2 separate regions of the Sus scrofa genome follow, and region 2 is linked to region 1. Evidence: chromatin contacts called from public Hi-C data. All regions are on one chromosome and are shown on one strand. The core of a region is the stretch at or near the end of the contact, and the rest is flanking DNA. Distances in the headings are between cores, read along the strand shown. Region 1 holds the start of LOC110255306 (N-acetyllactosaminide beta-1,6-N-acetylglucosaminyl-transferase-like). Region 2 holds the start of PAK1IP1 (p21-activated protein kinase-interacting protein 1).

What was found. A called contact is a pair of places that touch in the nucleus more often than the background predicts.
Region 2: a contact with region 1 is called in a Hi-C map of liver, with 3 times the contacts expected there. The contact joins the promoter of PAK1IP1 here to the promoter of LOC110255306 in region 1. A contact is called at or near these places in 2 of 5 promoter capture datasets (fetal liver and liver), 3 of 47 Hi-C or Micro-C datasets (liver and retroperitoneal adipose tissue) and 1 of 2 datasets of contacts at active chromatin or transcription factors (alveolar macrophages).

What each region holds. Positions count from the first base shown.
Region 1 is chr7:7,323,946-7,331,069 of Sscrofa11.1, reverse strand. It overlaps LOC110255306 (N-acetyllactosaminide beta-1,6-N-acetylglucosaminyl-transferase-like), which reads right to left and starts at 3,423. Exons shown (of 1, transcript XM_021100001.1): 1 at 1,278-3,423. The coding sequence starts at 2,231. The coding sequence ends at 1,278. It also overlaps the pseudogene LOC110261698.
Region 2 is chr7:7,441,230-7,448,353 of Sscrofa11.1, reverse strand. It overlaps PAK1IP1 (p21-activated protein kinase-interacting protein 1), which reads right to left and starts at 3,835. Exons shown (of 11, transcript XM_001926200.4): 1 at 3,441-3,835; 2 at 591-756. The coding sequence starts at 3,524.

The DNA.
Region 1 (7,124 bases), core at 2,174-4,673:
GCATGGCACGCAAACACACTGAAGTTTCATTGTCTATAAAATAAAGGTCTAGGAGTCTTTAAGATGCTCTAAATTTCAGATTCAATTCCCGGAAAGAACCGTCAAAGGAAATTTGAAAGTTGAATGTCGTATCCTGCTCTCCTTTTGAAAGCATGTGAATTTAGCTATGGGAGTTTCACAGAAGCAAAAGTATCATTACACATGTGCAAATGGCCTCTCAAATTTAATTTATATTATTTATTCCTGATTTTATTTTATTTTATTTTTATTTCATGGCCACACGGCGGCATATGGAAGTTCCTGGGCCAGGGATCAAATCTGAGTCATAGCTGCAACCTATGCCGAAGGGATGCGGATCGAACCCACAGCCTCTGCAGTGATCCGAGCTGCTACGGTCACATTCTTTACCCATTTACCCACCGCACCATGGCCTCCTATTCCTGATTTTAAACGCCATCCCATTGAAAGGAGAACTGGGTTTAATTTTCCCTTTGCACAGCCAGTGTTCCCTCAGTGCCTCGCCATGTCTCAAGACTACAGCACGTACTCGAAGTGCGTCTATGGGCTCAGAAAGACAGCTTGGTGTATCAGCAAAATCAAACCACACAGTCAGTCTCTACTTTGGCCCTGCTAACCGCCGCACCTCCGTTTCCTCATCAGTAAAATGAAGCTGAGCTATATCGCCCACCTTGTGAATAGAGTTACTGTAAAAATGGTTTAAGGGCTGCATATTTAGCATATGAACATTCCCAGGCTAGGGTTCGAATCCGAGATGCAGCTGCCGGCCGACACCACAGCCACAGCCACGCCAGATACTTAACCTGCTGAGCGAGCCAGGGATTGAGCCTGCGTCCTCATGGATGCTGGCTGGGTTTGTTACTGCTGAGCCACAACTAGAATTCCTATAAAGTTTTTTTTTTTTTAAATGAACATTTGAAACTGTAAAGATCTTTAAAACGTTACATTTTTTTTTTTCTTTTTAGGGCCGCACCTGCGGCATATGGAGGTTCCCAGGCTAGGGGTCCAATCGGAGCTACAGCTGCTGGCCTACACCACAGCCACAGCAACACGGGATCTGAGCCGAGACTGACCTACACCACAGCTCACAGCAACGCTGGATCCTTAACCCACTGAGCGAAGCCAGGGATCGAACCTGCCGCCTCATGGATGCTCGTCAGATCCATTTCTGCTGTGCCACAGCGGGAACTCCCTACAATATTCATTTTAAACGAGTTCTCAGCAGTTTCTTCCGTATAGGCCGCGCAATGTTGATTCATTCATAAAAACCAAAATAGAGAGACAGCCATACCTGGAATCCTATTGAGTGTCACCCAGAAGTGTTCGTCAGGACTGTAGGTGTCCCTGGACCAGGACAGCAAGTCAATCGCCTGCTGGTCTTGGAGCACAAAGTTGGCGAAGTTCCTCGTGAGGGCCACGTAGGCAGTGCCAAAATAAATGGTCATGTTGTGAGGCGGTGGGGTTTTCAATTTCGTTGTTTTAATCACGAAGGAATTTTTTTCGCCCAGGTGCTCCCGGTGGACGTATCTCGTCCGTCCAATGGCGTGAGCGGGGGGCAGCACCCCCGGGGTGATGTTTTTCCCTTTAAATCCCTTCAGATACTGAACGATCTCCCTGTTGGTTTTCAGGGGGAAGTCCTGCCCGCAGGTGTTGATGGCGTATTTCCACGGGACCGCCGAGGCCGCCAGATCCTTGATGCAGTTGAGGTCCGCCTGGAGCCTGGAAATCCCGCCGTAGACCACGGGCTCCGTCTTGGAAGCCAGGAAGGCATTCGGGAAGCAGCTCAGGAGGTGCTCCACTGCATCTTTGAATTCAGTGGTGGCTTTCGCATCCACGTGGACACAGTAGACATTTTGGGGCATATAAACCGCCCTGAAGAGCCTCTCAAAGGTGCCAAAGTCTTTGTGGATGGTCATCACATACGCCAAAGGGAAGCCGGCCTCTTCTTCCGAGAGTGTTTCTGTGATGTAGTGACTTTGAGCCATGTACTTGTAACAGGTCGTTTCATGGAGGGTCATTTTCAGGGCATTCTCTGTTGTGTAAAAAACCTTCCCCTTAAAAATCTGCTGACAGGCTTCTGCCAACAGTGATGCATTGGCCAAGGATGCTCGAAAGACATTTTTTCTCGGCCACAACTTGTTATTGTAAATGAATACGCAAATCAGGACGGTGACAAGAGATACACAAAAAAGACCGTGCTTCCAAGAGCCCATCCTTCCAAACCAGGAAATGAGTAAACAAACCCTCTGGAGATCCGCTCAGCCCGTGGATATATTTAACTTACATTTTCTCCAGCATCCACGGCCGTGGTCTTGGCAGATGCCCTTCTGATCGGCTGCTCCGTGACTTCCAGGGGACCGTGGCCGTCCTCCTTCTGTCTTCCTTCCTTCTTCATTGGCCGCCGAGTTGCATTTCCACTTTGCTTTGACACCACGTTTCTGAAGCCACTCTTCTGGATTTGCTTTGCTCCGTCCCGCCTCTAACCTGCCACCTGTTTCTACACAAAAACACGTTGCCTCCGGGAGCTTCTGACTCCAACAGGTCTGCTGTTCCCCTCAGGAAAATCGCCAAGGGGTGAAGCCACCATTCTGCAAGTCACTGCTCTGAGACTTTAACCCCAGCCTCTTCTCCTGCCCAGAAGAGTGGCCCCTGTGTCAGCTCTCCAACTTCCTATTAATCATTGCGTTCAACCGACTGCGTTTGTTTGCTTAAACGGCGCTGCCAAGTTAAAAGCGTCAGTTCTAAGCATGTGAACATTGCCTGGAGAGAGAGTCTGTCAATAAATATTTAGTGCTTAAAAATTAATCGCTTAACCTTGTCTTTTTCCACACACGCCCCTCCCCTCCACCCCGGGTTGGCCGCCTGTGCTATAAAGCGCAGCATATGACTGGCTGTTGAGCCAGATTCTTTCCAGCACTTAATCTTTCTCTGCTATAAGTGAAGGTCCTTAGAAAGGCACGTTAGCAAGCCCACCTCACCATCTAACTTACTACATCATTATGAATAAAGGCTAATTAAAAAAAAAGCCACCCCCCCAAAAAAAACCCCAAACCCTAAAAGCCCATTAGCACCCACATAGAGGCTAAGGCTGAAGTTAGTGACTGTCCACTTTATTTCACTCAAGCCCAGGTAGGATGTCGGGGGACCAGCCTGGTGCCTGGAGAGTGAGGAGAGCGAGCCATCTCAATTCGGGATGTTCTAGAATTTAGGGAGAGAGGCTCTTAGGTGCGGATGTATAAATCCTTCCAAAGCAGTTTCTCTATCTGTAATAAATGAGAATAATCCTACCATCTTCATAGGTTGAGAATAAAATGAGAAAAGCTATCAAGAGTACATGGCCGGTTTGTAGCAACGTGGAGGGACCTAGAGATGATCCTACGAAGGGAAGTAAGTCAGACAGAGAAAGAGAAAGATTGTGTGCTATCATTTACATATGGAATCAAACATATGATCTACGAAACGGAAACAGACTCACAGAGCGAACAGACTTGTGGTTGCCAAAGGAGGGGGTTGGGGGAGGGATGGACTGGGAGTCTGAGTAGCAGGTGCAAAGTATATCTATTGAGTAGCAGGTGCAAAGTATTACATATATTGAGTAGCAGGTGCAAAGTATTATATACATTGAGCAGCAGGTGCAAACTATGATATATAGGATGGACAAACGAGAAAGTTCTACTGCACAGCACAGGGAGCCATAGTCAATATTCTGCGAAAAAAACATAATGGAAAAGAATATGAAAGCGAATGCACAGGTATGTATCGCTGCATCACTTTGCTATACACCTGCCACATTATACATCAGCTATACTTCAACTTAAAAAAAAAAGTCCATCTCCTGCCCAGCAATGAATGGGGCTGTGAGAGAAGGGTAAACAAAAGCCCCTCCCCCACAACTCTCCCGTAGGGGGGACAAAACACAATTACCACTTCTTTGCCACCTTCTTATTCTTCCTTTCTCCTCCCTCTTTGAGGCCATGCCCTGGTTAGATTGCACGCCTACAATAACACTGATCAGCTTTGTTTTACTTGGTATTATTTACACAGAGGTGACCGGCAAACTGTGCGGACACATGGGGGGCGGTTACTGCTGGGCTCACACGTGGCTCATCTCTTTCCAGCTCTCACCACTTGTCTGCACATACTAGGCAATCAAATACTTATTGACAGAGTGTAGAGAGATAGTTTGCTTTTCTCTGTTCCCTGATTACATTGGTGGGAGAGTCCTATATTTGTGACGTACATTTTGTGATGTGTGGTCATCTGTATTTGCATCTGTGGACGTGGGGACATTCAAAGTACCTATTTTATTCCAATACGTCTTAATTATAAAGGAACAACATATTACAGATAGTTTGCAAATGTTTTCACGTCCTGTACTCTCATTTCCCTCTCGGCCATAGCCATACACGATTTGATTTTACCAGGAACAGGAGAGATGCACATGTGCATCCTGCATTTTGCACCTACGGTCAGGGCATAACGTTTCCCATCCTGCTTTCATTGGACATTGTCTTCACAACCATTACCTTAGAACCCAAGACTGGAGCTGTTATTTGTTGCAGTTGTTTTCCCACCCCACGTGGAGGCTAATGCATTTACCGACGAGATGGTTGCCAACTCTCGTTTTGTACTTTTCAGGAGCAAACGAAATGCTGAGAAAGGACCCAGTGAGGAGTTCCCATTATGGCGCCGCAGAAATGAATCCAACTAGTATCCATGAGGATGCAGGTTTGATTCCTGGCCTCGCTCAGTGGGTTGGAGATCCAGTGTTGCCGTGAGCTGTGGTCTAGGTTGCAGATGAGGCTTGGATCCAGAGTTGCCATGGGTGTGGTGTAGGCCGGCAGCTGCAGTTTCGATTCGACCCCTAGCCTGAAGACTTCCATATGCCTCAGGTGCAGCCCTAAAAAGCAAACAAAACAAAACAAAACAAAACAAAAACAAACAGCAGAAAAAAAAAAAAAAAGAGAGAGAGAGAAAAGAAAGGACCCAGTGAAATTCGCCACAACTGGGAGGGTCATTCTTTACTTGTTTTATTTATCTAAAATTAAAAAAATTTTTTTTTCTTTTGTGGCTGCACCACAGCATATGAAGTTCCCAGGCTGGGGATCAAATTCCAGCTGAAGCTGTGACCTACACCACAGCTGCAGCAATGCTAGCTCCTTAACCCACTGCGCTGGGCTGGGGATCAAACCTGCATCCCTGCTGCTGCAGAGACACTGTTGATCCTGTTGTGCCATGGTGGGATCTCCAGTCTTCACTCGTTTTAGGAATCGGATTCTACAGCAGGATTCAGGTGCATGCAGACTAGTCTGTATGACCCCAAATGAATTCACTCAACCTAAATACCTATTTACATAACTGTCTTTCATGTATCTGCCTAGAATTCTTTAGAACAAATCATTTCTTCCGTATAGTATTCATACAAGCGCAATCTTTTCTGAAATGACGAAAATTTTGCTAATTTTTACTTTATTTTCAATATCTCCCCTAGGCAGCCACTGTCCGCATCAAATGAAACTGACTCTCAGGATGAATAAACGGAGCCATCAATGCCTAATTACCCTTGTCTAAACAAGTCAAATAATTCTTCCAGCTTTTTCTCCCAATATATCCGGATGATAACAGCACCCCTTCCTTTGTTTCTTTGGGCTATATCTCCTTATTCTTGGCACAGTTGCTTCCCTGCAGAGATTTCATGCATAGAAGTATCTCTAATAATTTGCCTTTTCTTCTCTGAATTGACAACTCCCTGAGTTTCCAGTTACAGGGTAAAGAACGTTTGCAAGTTGGTGCTTTGCTGCAGGGGAGTCCCTAATTGTACGTCACCCGAAATGCTTCGAGGGTTTTTTGATTTGGACAATGCTAGACATTTTTACAAGAATTAGTATCCGTATCTTTTTCTTTTTTGCATCAACCCGGTGCTAGCTCTCGGTGGTCCCATGGGAAACGCTCATTCTTCTGATCCTCCTGGTTTTCCTGAACCCTCTTTGCAATCTACCACTCATCATTCTTCTACACCTGGACACAATGCTCTCAGCATTTGTGCAAAACAGTAGAAAGAGATGGTAATGCGTCTCCAAAAAGAATGGCAATCCTTCATCCCAGCCTGAACATTGGATCAAAATGACTACCCCCGTTGCTAACTTGGAGGCAGTGATTGGGTAGGATAGACTTCTGAAGATGCTGAGAACCAGTGCGGACGCCCGGCTTGGCCACCCAGTAAATGGCAAGGTGATGTCCCAGCGTTCAACCTCTACTTGCTTATTTCTGCATAATGTACACGCTTATAAATTCTCACCCCGAGATGGAAACTAGTTTTTACTCCACTAAGAAAACGGCACTGAGAGTGTAATCGCAACGCCTGCAGAAAGGGAGAGAAGGGCTCCTTTCCGGGGATGTGGATCCTCTGCCCATCATCCTGTCTTACTTATTCTTGGGGCCATGTGGTACCCGAAGTCCTCATCACCTATTTATCTCATCATGACATCACCTCTGTGCCTCAGTTAGAAAACCACGAAGACCGAATGGAAACTTTCTCAGAGGCCACAGAGGTCAGGCAGAAAGAGCAGCTTGGGTTCAACCGGTTTTAAGTGCATGTGACATTTTTTCTTTTTCACTCCTTCCAGCTCTTTCTCTACCCGGGCTCTCTTTCCTCTCCCTCTTGTTTCTTTCTCTATGTATTTACTATTGCTGAAGTCTGTTTAACCCTCGTCCTCTTTTTTTTTTTTTTTTTTTAACCACAGGAAACAGGGGCTTAAAATAGCTCTGGAGGGTGATGTGAGAAAAAGAGAAGGGGAGAGAGAAGGCGGGGGTGGGGGATGACACGGTCTGGATTGTGTGTCAGAAGGTCCAGGGTTGGGTCCCAGCCACTCTTGACAGCCTGGACCCTGGAGGCAGTCATTGGATCTCATACCTCACAGCTTCCTTTGGGGCAAATTTGAGAAAAAAAAACTCCAGCTGTTACTAGGGTGGCGGGGCTCCAATGGCAGCGTCCTCCCAGCCAGGATACCATACCTCAGAGTCTCAGTTTTTTTTCCAACATCAACCTCCTAGTGGAGCTGGGAAGATTCCAGAAGTAATATACAGAAAGCACCCAGCTGGGAGCT
Region 2 (7,124 bases), core at 2,586-5,085, 120 kb before region 1:
CCCAACTTCCATTTCAACCTTCTCACAAGACTGACCCCCTTACAGTTCTCCACACATACCAGTGGTTTAAAAGGCAGGCTCTAGACCTGGGTTCAAGTTCCAGTTCCAGTGTTTTGTGACTTTGGGCAAATCATGTAACATCTCCGAGCCCAGGCTTTCTCTTCTATGACCTGAAGATACCTGGCACACTGCTGGGTACATGACTCCCCCACTGCGCCACGAAGTCAGCCATCCACGAGATGCTGCCCCGCGCTCCTCACACTGCCTGCTCTGCCTCAAACGTCCTCTTCTCCATCTTGCAAGTTTCACCTGGCCAACAACTGGTACTCTTCTTATAAAATAATCCAGGTATCACTTTAAGGACGTGTTCAGCGAAAACTCTCTTCCTCCTCCTTCCCCTCTAGACTGAGTTAAGTGCCTCCTCTCTGCCCCAATAGTGAATTATGGACAAAACCCCCACACTTTCTTCATTTCTGTATTTCCCAGCACAGAAACCGCTATGTAACAGACAGTTAATCGTCCGGCCGAAGTCAGACTGCGGAAGGAAGGCCGCTTCAACATCATCGGCTTAGAGGACGCCGTTTTCTTACCGTTGTGATGCACTAGAGCCCCGTGGTCTACCTTCTTTTTCATGTCATAAATGTGAATGGTTTCATCTTTGCTCCCAGTGACAACAAATCGGCTGTTTACGGCCACCGCTGACAAGGAGGCCGTGTGGGCGTGGTGAGTGAAGTCGGCCACGGGAGTCCATTTCCGCTGAGGAGTAAAACACACAGTCAGTGCCACGCCTCGATCCTACCACAGTTCTCTACGAAGAGGCAAGTGGTCCCTCGATCCACGGAAACCACAAAGAGATCCAACAAAGACGGCAGTCATAGGTAGATTCACACAAAAAATCTGAGAACTGAATAGGAAGGTAAAGTAGGAGAAGGCAGAGCCGAGTATCATGACTCCAAAAAAAACCTAAGCGGACTTAGGAACTTTATGGTCCCGTCCAAATCCCTAACTGTTTAATAGATTGACTTCTCTCTGACCCTGCCATACCATTCATTCAGTCAAATGCTCAAATCGTGCTGTGAATTCACTCACTCAAATAAGGAATGACCACGATGTGCCTGGCACAGTTTTAGGCAGTTGACATAGAGCAATGAACAAAAGAAACAAAAGTCCTTATTTAAAGGAGCTGCCATTCCTGTGGGAAAGGCAGACAAGATACAACATGACGTCACTCAGAAATAAGTATAATGACAAGCCCTACAAAGAAAAACAAACAGGATGAGAGCATGTTCACATTGGTACCGTTATAAGCCCTAGAGGATGACCAGTGATGAGATGTCAGAATTCTATGCTTGGATTCCCGGGTGGCCTAGCAGTTCAGGACTCAGCATTGCCATTGCTGTGGCTCCAGTTCGATCTCTGGCCGAGGAACTTCCACAGGCTGAGGGCTTGCTGACATGCGACTTTTGGATAAATGTGACTGGCTGAGTGCAAAGAACGATAGACACATACATATACACGCACACACCACAAACTGAAGGAGATGCATGAAGGAGTATTATTATTATGTCTTTTTGTCCTTTTAGGGCTGCACTCATGGCATATGGAGGTTCCCAGGCTAGGGGTCCAATCGGAGCTGTAGCCGCCAGCCTACACCACAGCCACAGCAATGCGGGATCCGAGCTGCGTCTGCCACCTACACCGCAGCTCATAACGCCAGATCCTTAACCCACTGAGCGAGGCCAGGGACTGAACCCGCAACCTCATGGTTCCTAGTTGGATTCGTTAACCACTGAGCCACGATGGGAACTCCTGAAGGAGTATTGTTGAAACCAAAAAAAAAAAAAAAAAAAAAATTGCTCGAATATACTAAGGATGTGTTACTGCAAATTAATTCCTTAAAAACAGATAGTCCTTCCGTTAATAACGACTGAGGGGGCCTCTTTTGAGTAAAGGCACAACATTCCTAAGGGGCTGCTATGGCCGTAAATTGAAGAATAACCTTTGCCTGTGCATATTACAGAAGGAATGCTGGTTGTCTGGGTTTAGCAGCGGTACTAGGTTAAGAGCTTCATGTGTCAGAGACCCCTGGAGGTTTGAGTCCCAGGTCTGCCACTTATCAGCTCTGTGGCTTCCAGCGGGTCACTTAACCTCTCTGGACTTCAGGATCCTCCGCTGTAAATGGGATAACTGTATCTGCCTCAGAGGGCTGCTGTGAGGTCTAGTACTGTGTTTGGAACGTGCACAGCAACATTATTACAAAAACACAATCTGTAACATCATCTTTAAGTATCCAAAACATGTCACCTTTCAGCCAAAGGCAGCTTAATCACCAGAGTAGAAAACAAAATAAACAAAAGAAATTAGTCAGATCCTATACTTCCAATTTTCTGGTTATTTAAGTTTGACATCTTGTCTTCATAAAGACCTAACAGGTCAAAGTTCCCATCGTGGCTCAGCAGTAACAAACCTGACTAGTATCCATGAGGAACCGGGTTCAATCCCTGGCCCTGCTCAGTGGGTTAAGGATCCAGTGTTGCCCATGAACTGTAGTGTAGGTTGCAGGTGGAGCTTGGATCCCGCATTGCTGTGGTGTAGAGCAGCAGCTGCAGCTCGGAATCAGCTCCTAGCCTGGGAATTTCCATATGCTGTGGGTGCGGCCCTAAAAAGAAAGCAAAAAAAAAAAAACAAAACGACATAACAGGTCAACGAATTAGGTTTCTAGGAAATATCTAGGATTGCTTAGAGGGAAAAAAGAGTACTAGACTAAAAGTAAGGAGATGTTACATCGAGTCCTGGGTATGTCCTGTTTGACTACTGCCAATTTACTTAACCTTTTAACTCACACGCTTAGTAAAAAAACTCATCACGTTTTGTTTTAATTTTTCTCCACGTATTTGCCTCCCTCAATCTCTCTTTCTCATGTGGGTAAGCTCTCCAGTGCAGGATTTATACCTTTGGCTTCCCTGCACCTTTACCGAAAGTAATGGCCCCACGTAAGAGCCCAATAGTGAACTGGTATCACTTTATCAATGAGGGGTTTATCCAGATCCAGTTCAAATACATGGTAAAATCCCAGAACAAAAACTCAAAGAGCTGTTCTTTCATTAAATCCTGAACACCCCAACTAGTTGTCAACTTAGGGGAGCGACCTTTAAACTCATACAATCTATGGCTCATTGGCCCGTTTGCAGAAATGCCAGTTTCCTTCGTGCACGGGTCATGTTTACTACAAAACGCAGACATCATCTCGTCTTATGAAACGCCTTCTCTGTTCTAAAAGACTAAGACGTGTTTTAAGTCTCCTGAATTGCATTCACCAATGAATCCCTAGCGGTTCTGACGGTTCCCCTGCGGTGCTGTGTTTACCTCGGCCGCGTGGGAACCACATCAGACGCTTGGCCGCCCCACCGCCTGCGGTCCCTCCGCGCGCGGGCTCTCACCTCGTGGCTGCCGCTCGTCTCGGGCTCCGGGTGTACAGCGAACCCAAAAAGAACCTGCTCGTAGCAACCAGCCACCACCTCCATTCAGCAGCGCACGTGCCTCCTCAGCGAGCGGGGCTCGGCGCAGCTGGGCAGTGACGCAAGCGGACGCAAGGGGCAGAGGGGGTCCTTCTTGCGTCGGCGCTCAAATTTACGTCAAGACCGCGGGGCTGCCTTTTAGGCGCCTGACTCCATGGGAGAGATTTCGGGACTAGAAGATCACGCGGAATTACCAAGAGGAGAATAAGAAAGGACGCCACATGGCGAGAGTCTCATTTCAAGGAGAAAGCAAACGGAGGATCAGCAGGCATATTCTAGGAAGCCCCGTGTCAGGCGATTCTGAGGCGAGGGGGCGGGACATCCTGCGCGAAAGTCCTCGTTTCCGGGGCGTCTACGGAAGGGGCGGGGCAGCTTCCGGGCTGGGCGGGAGGCGAGGGGGCGGCTCCGGCGTTGCAGTGTAATTGGCGGATCGACGCCTGTGTGTAGTGGCACAGGTACAGGCGTTAGGCTTTCGGTGGTGCAGGAAGTCGTGGAATGAACCTTTTTCGTTCACATTCGCTGTAATAGAGCAAGGAGGGGGGCATGTAGGACTGGTAGGGCTCGCAGTCGTCAGAGGGGTCCGATTCCCTCGCCCCCGCCCAGGCCAAATAATCTCGCTCTGCGCACCTTTCCTCCCAGCTTGCTTTTGGTTTCTCGAACTCTGGGGACAAATCGGCCACTGTGGGGCATCCTGCGGGTGGGGGAGGACCCTTTGCTTGAGGGGGGGTAAAGACACTGCTCGAAGAGGAAGGGCCAGTCACCCTAGGTTCGGTTCTAGAAGGAAATCTCATATTCCGTTTCACCACCTCCCCCACCTTAAGTGCAAAGTCAGTGTTATTAAAAACACAGGTAGCCCTAATTTAGATTTGAGGTTTTCATGAGATACAGAGATTCAGAGATGTGTTAGAAAGGACAGCTTCGCACCTGCGAAGTGACTGGACTGTGCCACATAGAAGTGATTTTACTTTGGTGGCTTTGTCACTGCAGCGCCAGGAAGGCCTTGTCTTCTGCGCATTTTGGCGACTCCATGTGTAAGCACTTCTTAGGCACTGAAATGCTGAAGTTCAAATCGTTCTCAGGCTTTTGGAAACCCTGTTTACAGCACAGGCACCCATGGGAGCAACTGTGGGTGTGGAACCACAGTGACGTTCACACTAATCCTTTATGTTCCCAGTGTATGTAAGTTATGTTTATGTCACACTGTAGTCCATTAAGTGTGTAATACCATATGTCTGGAAAAAATGCATATTCTTTAATTTTGAAGAACTACTTCATTGCCGCCCCCCCCCCAAAAAAATTGCTAACCATAGCGTTCTTGGCTGTGGCACAGTGGGTTAGGAATCTGACTGCAGCAGCACCGGTCGCTGGGGAAGTGAGGGTTCCATCTCTGGCTCCACACAGTGGGTTGAAAGATCTGGAGTTGCCACAACTGCGACCCACAGTGTGGCCTGGGAGAACTCCCATATGCTGTGGGTGCACCCATTAAAAAAAAAAAAAATCATGAGCTTTATGTATTCTGTTTCTTCTGGAATCCCTCAGTACCCTGCCTCATTACCCCAGCGAAATCTCAACTGTTGTTCGATAAGAATTAGTACTCATTTGAAATTAATTTTAATGTGTCATGATAACAGGATAATTACTCTCCTGCGTCTCTTACCAGATGGCCACACTTTTACCTGCTTAAGTAGTAACATTTAAGAAAAGACTGTGATTTGAAAGTCTTTTGTTCCAACCAGGAATTTTTTAAAAATATAGTTAGTTCTAGAATAAAAACCATAGTGCAAGCGACATAAACAACTCAAAGAGGCTTACCCTTCCTTCCTTTCCCCCTTTCTTCCTTCCCCCCTCCCTTCCTTCCTTTCCTGTTAGAAATTAGTTGAACCAGAAACTTTTAAGTTTAATTAGGTCCCATTTGATCCAGCAGTCCCACTCCTGGGCATCTATCCAGAGAAAACCATGACTCGCAAAGACACATGTACTCCGATGTTCATTGCAGCACTATTTGCAAGAGCCAAGACATGGAAACAACCTAAATGTCCATCGACAGAGGAGTGGATCAAGATGTGGTCCAAATACACAATGGAATATTACTCAGCCATTAAAAGGAACGAAATACCAGCATTTGTAGCAACATGGATGGACCTAGAAATTATCATGCTAAGTGAAATCAGTCAGACAATGAGACACCAACATCAAATGCTTTCACTGACATGTGTAATCTGAAAAAAGGACAGAATGAACTTCTTTGCAGAACAGATACTGACTTTGAAAAACTTATGGTTTCCAAAGGAATCAGTTTGGGGGGGTGGGGGGATGCGCTGGGGATGTGGGGTGGAAATCCTATAAAATTGGATTGTGATGATCATTGTACAACTATAAATGTCATAAATTCATTGAGTAATTAAAAAAAAATCAATTGAACCAGTCATAGAACTTAGAAGACCTTAGAGCATCTGGCCCAGGGGTTCCTAATCTGGGTGGAAACTTCTTGAGGCTATGCATCCCCTGAAATTACATGCAAAATTGTATATGCACATTTATGGAAAGCATCGATAACAATTTCATTACATTTTCAAAAAGAGCTGTGCCCCTAAGATTAAAATACACCCGTCTGAGGGTATAAATGCTGAAGTAGGTCCAGAAAAGGAAAGACACTCTTTCAAAACCAAAAAAAACCTAAGTAACAATAGACCCCATGCTGCTGCTGCTTTTTACATTTCCTTGGCTTCAAATGTTCTCTTTAAACAGAGAAGAAAAGTAGTTTTTATTGCCTAGAGAAAAACACATAATACAATATTATATACCTGCTCAACTGGATTCAAACTGAGCATACTTCCTGCCAAACCTCCTGTTCTCTTTCCAGCATAGGATGTAAAACACCATTCAGTCTCTTTCTTGTGAAGACTGCTGTTGCCAAGAAACAGCCAACTGTTCTGAGTTGGTTAACACCAAAGCACAACAGGATTTCTAGGTTTCCACTTAAATTATTGCTGGAAAAGCTTTTTACTCTTGAGCCATGCATTGATTTATTCATTTGTTCAATAAATATTTATTGAGTCCCTGGCTTGGTTTGGTTTGCTAAAGAAAAAAGAACTCATGTCAGTTCTAATATTCTTGCTCAATTACCTTGCTTCCACTGTGTGACAGGGAGCAAGTTTGTTAAACCTTGGGGACTAGAGAGACTGCAGATCCTTGTATGCAAGGGAACATTGGTTTCCTCTGCATGCAGGGCTAAGGGATGCAGAGAGAGTGGGCTCCTTTCCCTGGGCACCAGCCTGACAGAAATTTGCTTCACCTGCCTCATAGGGATAATCCAGGCAGACTATGAGAGGTTTGCATTTGAGGCTGTTAGCGATCAGAGCAGTATTTGTGAACTTTTCCTTATCAGCATCATCATCTAAAAACAGCCTGACTAATGAGCCACATGCATCAAAGGAACAAGAGTGAGGGCTGGAAATAAAACCACTCATATATGTACATTAGTATTTAACAATAAAGCCAGAATATTCAATTCAGAAAGTATATTCCCTTCAAAAACGGTGCTGGCAAAAGTGAAAGCTCAAAAGATGAAAACTGGAGCCCTATCATTCACGACTCAAAAAATTT